2 separate regions of the Anas platyrhynchos genome follow, and region 1 is linked to region 2. The links are chromatin contacts, called in public Hi-C maps. All regions are on one chromosome and are shown on one strand. Each heading gives the region's core, a stretch centred on a gene start, on an enhancer-like site or on the middle of the called end of the contact. The rest is flanking DNA. Distances are from core to core; before and after follow the strand shown. Region 1 holds the start of SNAI2 (snail family transcriptional repressor 2). Region 2 has its middle 180 kb from the start of SNAI2.

What was found. Hi-C and Micro-C count contacts between places; a contact is called where the count stands out from the background.
Region 1: a contact with region 2 is called in a Hi-C map of F5 follicle, with 5 times the contacts expected there. The contact joins the promoter of SNAI2 here to the enhancer-like site in region 2. A contact is called at or near these places in 2 of 8 Hi-C or Micro-C datasets (F5 follicle and subcutaneous adipose tissue).

The regions. Positions count from the first base shown.
Region 1 is chr2:46,814,173-46,817,057 of IASCAAS_PekinDuck_T2T, forward strand. SNAI2 (snail family transcriptional repressor 2) reads right to left here and starts at 1,636. Exons shown (of 3, transcript XM_005010199.6): 1 at 1,316-1,636; 2 at 208-753. The coding sequence starts at 1,394. LOC119715952 (a long non-coding RNA gene) reads left to right here and starts at 1,696. Exons shown (of 4, transcript XR_005263505.2): 1 at 1,696-1,810.
Region 2 is chr2:46,631,348-46,634,047 of IASCAAS_PekinDuck_T2T, forward strand. No RefSeq gene overlaps it. Among named protein-coding and RNA genes, the nearest start is that of SNAI2, 180 kb to the right of the region's middle. Within about 2 kb of position 1,339, at least 6 of the 8 cell types and tissues checked have an H3K27ac peak or open chromatin away from gene starts, as enhancers often do. A contact at or near this core is called in F5 follicle, where this site is marked.

The DNA of each region.
Region 1 (2,885 bases), core at 386-2,885, 180 kb after region 2:
TTATGAGGCCATGCTGCACTTTCCTCTCACTCAGGCCCCCAAAAGGAAGAATTTGCCCATTTAATGATATATTTGAAATTGCACATATGCATTTCAAGGTCAGTCAAGAAACACTGCTGTTTTTTCTACCTGTAGGAAAAAAAATAATCAGAAAGGCATTCTGATGATATAGCAACAACAGCCTGCAATTGTAATGGTTGTTCTTACCAGTGTGGGTTCTGATGTGTCCTTGAAGTAGCCAGGGTCTGGAGAAAGCCTTGCCACAGATCTTGCAGACACATGGTAGTGTGTGGGTCCTGATGTGCATCTTAAGCGCTCCCAGGCTGACATACTCCTTGTCACAGTACTTGCAGCTGAATGATTTCCTAGACTGGGCATCACAATGCAGCTGCTTATGTTTGGCCAACCCAGAGAAAGTTGAATAGGTCTTGTTGCATAAACTGCACTGAAACTTTTCAGCTTCGATTGCATGGGGGTCTGAAAGCTTTGACTGGATTCTCTCTTCTTCATCACTAATGGGACTTTCTGAACCGCTGTGATCTTTGGAGGAGGTGTCAGAAGGTGGAGGTGGGCTGACTCTTCCCAAAGATGAAGGGTATCCAGAAAGTGGAGAGAGGTCATTAGGTAGTGGAGACGGTAGCAGCCCGGTTGTAGTCCACACAGTAATGGGGTTGTAAGCTACAGAGCTCAGGATCTCTGGCTGTGGTATGATAGGGACTGGATAGCTTTCATACAGGTATGGGGATATAATCACTGGAGAAAGAAGAAAATTTTAAGGTAAGAGAACTGAAAAGTACTTCAGAAGGCAGCAAAATTAACATTTGTGGGATTAAAAAAAATGCATAAATCAAAAACTCAGTACGGTTGTCTGAATATAGGGAGGACTAAGGAAATACTACTTGATACATACATACTGATGGGTAGAGACAGCATTATAGTTCGAGTTATAGTTTGAGTCTCTTCGAGGCAGCATGCTCTTTCTAAACCTATGCAGCCTGATACACTGAAGCAGTGAAACTTCCTGAAGGAATTGCATAAAAGTTTCAATTCCATTTCCAACAGATGTAGAACAGGAAAACTCCAAATCCTCTTATAATAACTGAGTTCAAGTGGATGAGCAAACTTTGTGATTCATTCTGCGGAGCACTGACATATTTCTCAGAACTCTCTCGTTGTAAGCAAAAGATAAAAGAGCTAGCAGTGAACTAACCCATTCTCCAAAGCCTGTAAAAGCAATCCCACCCCTCCTCTTTACCGCCACACCATAAACACAACCTCAGAAGCAAAGCGGCGGCCATCGATCTCGTTTTGTTACCTGTATGAGTGTCCAGTTCGCTGTAATTTGGCTTCTTAGATGAATTGAAATGCTTCTTGACCAGGAAGGAGCGTGGCATTTTGAATGCAGGGTTTCTCCTTCTTCCAGAGCCTCCTTTCGGATTCGTGTAACGGTGCCCAGCTGGTGTGCAGCACGCACGCACACTATCACTGCTGGTGCATCGGTCCCTATCGCATTGTCTGCCCCGCGCCGTCCATGCACTCTGCTTGTGTAGTGGCAGTGCAGAGGCGCCTTGAAAAGTGCTGTAAATACCCACAAGTCAGGTGCAGGGGGGAAGGGTTTTCTGCTCCTCCAATCACTTCTGGATGTTCTCAAGCACTTTTCCAAACAGCCTGTTTTTTTGGGAGGGCTCCTCGCAGGACGGATCCAATCCCTGCTCGGAGGCTTTGCTTCAGGTTTCAGCTCCTCCCGCTGGAGACAGCTGTGAACAGAGGAGCTAGTCTGTTGTCAGAGCACATTATCCTGCTGCAAAGTGTATGTTGCTTTTCAGAGTTTCTGTCTAGAAAACCGTGTTGGTCATAGTGTTTCTCTCTCTCTTTTTTTTTTTTTTTTCATAATTATTTTATTTTATTTTATTTTTTTAAAAAGGTCAGTTTACTGGTTCAGCTGACCCTCCTTTTTTTTTTTTTTGTTCTTGGGTAAGTCACGTGTACTAAAAGACTTTTTTTTTTTTTTTTTTTAAATCTATGTGGTGTGTAAAAATTTATCTGTCTGGTTTCCAGATGCTTGATATAAGAATTACAATGGAACAAACTGTTCATTAAGGGCAGAAGGGGGGGACCTTACAAGATAACAAACTAGCCAGCAGAGCTAATGGAAGGTTTTGAACAGACTGTGTGCCGCTCTGTTTGGGAGCCGCCTTTGAAAAGTTGTGTTCAGGAAATGCTGGAGACTAGCAGCATGCTTCCCTAACCTGGCCCTTCCAGGCAGAAAAGCCAGCAAGATACTTCAAATGAGTCAAAGCAGAGGGAGCAGCCCATGAAAAGGCAACATATTTCAGAGCTGGGTGATAGGTTTTATATGTTACACACATGCATACTGCTTCAGACTGTCCATATGATGGATACTTTAATTTTTTACTTTAAAAATCTGCAGAATGCAAAACCCCGACCTTTCCTTCTTTGGGAGTAGTTATGTCACTCTTTTGCCTATCCTCTTAGAGCATTGCCAAGGAAATTTTCCTAATTATCCAAAGCAGTCAAAAGATGCACAGATAAGCAAAACCCCCAAAATTATAGACTGGGTAATTTAAATGTCTCTTAAATGTAATTCTCCATTAGTATATTTAGGACCTCTTGAATTCCTATGAAGGTATAATCTGAGTTATGTATTTCATTTAGGATGAAAGTCTCTCAAATGTGCCACAGAATTTTCTGGTTATCTAGATTGATTTTGAGAAGCCATTTAGTCACAGATATGATTTTTAATTTTAAAACATTTGCATTTTGAAAATGTGGACGGCTGAGCACTGGAGGATTTTTAACAGACCACACTTTGACTGAGTCCTGCTCTGTCCTCCCCCCCTCTCTTCCCCCTTTGCGTCTTAACT
Region 2 (2,700 bases), core at 89-2,588:
TTGTCCCACAAATTATAAACTTGCAGAGAATGCACTTAGTTTCTGATGTGAGATGGAAGACAGGTTAACAGCGAAAACAGATGAACTTTTGTTTACTAGTATAAATTCATTGAATAATTTAGGTTGGAGGGGCCCCTTGGAGCTCCTCTAGTGCAATTGCTTGCTCAAAGCATTGCTAACTTTGAAGTTGGAGCATGTTGCTTAAGACATTTTCCACAAAGTTTTGAGTATCTGTAAGGGTGAAGATGCGACAGCCTCTCTGGGGCACCCTTCTCTTTTTTTCCCTTTCCTTTTCCTTTTCCTTTTCCTTTTCCTTTTCCTTTTCCTTTTCCTTTTCCTTTTCCTTTTCCTTTTCCTTTTCCTTTTCCTTTTCCTTTTCCTTTTCCTTTTCCTTTTCCTTTTCCTTTTCCTTTTCCCTTTCCCTTTCCTTTTCCTTTTTTTTCTTCTTCTTCTTTTTTGTTTTTCCTTTGCCAGTCTTATTGTGAATATTCTTTTTCCTCATACATGAAAGTTCCCTTGCTGAGACATGCATCCAGTGACATCCATTGACATCCTTTGATGTGCACTTCCAAGAACAGTTTCTCAGTGACCACCCATTAGGTAGGTGAAAATGGAAGTGAAACCCTCTCCTTTAGCTCTCCCTTTTCCAGGCCAAACAAATCCAGCTCCCTCAGCTGTCCTTACATGTCATGTTTTGCAGCCCCTTGTCCACCTTGGTGGCCCTCAGCTTGACTTGCTCCAGTTTGTCAGTGTCCCAGAATTAGATACAGTATTCCAGATGTGGTCTCACAAGTGCTGAATAGAGGGGAATAATAATTTCCTTTGAGTTGCTGCCTATTTTCTTAATAAAGCAGCCCAGTATGAGGCTGGATTTTATTGCTGCAAAGGTATACTGCTGACTCATGTTCAGTTTTCCCTTCAGGAGTCCCAGGTCCTTTTTGTGAAGCTGCTCTCTAATCAGTTGGCACCCAGGCTGTCCCAGATGCAGGACTCAGTATTTGCCTTTATAACACATCATGACTTCAGGTATAACTTTAGATACAAATGCTCGTTTTTCAAACACAACGCATGACTGCAAATAGAATGACCTGTTTGTACATGTGTCCACCAGGTTTATAGACATATTTTGCTCACTTTTTATTCACAAAGTAGCCTCATTTTTTAATGGAGAATAAAAACAAAGTAAAATTCTAGAACTTTAACATATATGCAGAGGAATTTCTTTGGATGTATTTCGAACACTTCTAAAGATAAACTTCTCCTTTGGATAGGGTTCTGTTTTATTTTTCCCTTGCTCTCCTTGACTTTTCCCATTCTTAGATAAGAGCAGTGAGAACTGCATGAGGTATATTGGCATAATCAGTAACACAGACTTGTCTGGACCTCAGGAGATAAGTCTGCACTGTATCAGCAGACGGCACCTAAGAATGCTTTTCAAAGAAAAAAAAGTCCCCTCTATCTTTCAAAGGGAGCTTCCTTCTGTTGTCTTTATTGGAGGTCAGATTGCTGATCGGCCTCCTCCAGAGCTGGAGAAATTCCTCTGAAGACCCCTTAAATTGCATTTCAATTATACATGAGGCAGTACTGGCAAGCCCATTTTATTTCCAAGCTGCCCCGTCACTTCTCAGAGGCGATGTGGTCTTGGAACCCTTGTTGCAGGTAAAAAACAAAACCCCTCTTCTGGTAGTCTGAAAGAGAAAATGTTCCTGAAAAGGCATATCTAACTGATTTAGAGAGAATCAAGTGCTCTCTGTAAACAGTGTTTGCACAGTGTAAATCTCTCACAAATTAGGCACCCAAAGGAATGTGTTAATCAGCAAGGAGTTACAAGGGAACATCAATCTTTAGTGGCTAGTAACTACAGAAGACAAAACATTCAGAATAATTTGATGTTTACAGACTTAAAATGTTCCAAATTTTATTTCGCAATTTACAATACAGAATAAGGGTTCTAATTTCAGCTGTGCTGATGGATGCAAAGAATTTGAAAATCAGCAGAGGTAGGAGAGGCCTAAGGAAGATCTTTTAAATCTAGCCTGCTTTAAAAAATAAAGCAGTTACTAAGATGGAATGAGATGGATTGAAAATGCTGTGGGATTAATCAAATGCCAGACCCCAGTGTGGGTTTGGGTTGTGTGTAAATTTTGTTTGGTCTTTCCCAGCTCCGTGAGAGGTGAAGTTTCTAGCATTCTTGTGGGAGATCCAGTACTTCATACTGTTTTGTCATTCTTTCAGAGATCTGGAGTTTGTCCACTATTTCCTGCAGAGAAAACCTTGGTAAAAAGTCATCGAGAGAATCCCAGTAAAGAGAACTGCATTTTGGGAAAAATTAATTGAGAAATTTTGTTCCGGTGTGTTAATAGACACACCAAGTTATATCTTTATTGATTCCGGCTTATTTCCTCTACATAAAATAAGACTTTTTACTGTCTTTGATAATAAAACTTTTACCAGACTCTTTTACTATTGTTATTGGGAGAAGACCTTACAGTATATAAATACTAGTGCAAGAATGAAAAATACTGGGCAGAAACTTTAGAGAAAGATACAAGTGGAAGTTAACCTTTGTTATGTGCAACTAACATGTATGAAAACATAATATGTTTGTTTTTCAGTTTCCTATCACATTTTCCATCTGTTTTCTGCAAGGCTCTTAAACTTCCACTTCCTCTGTGCAGTTTTGTAATATTCCCATTCACA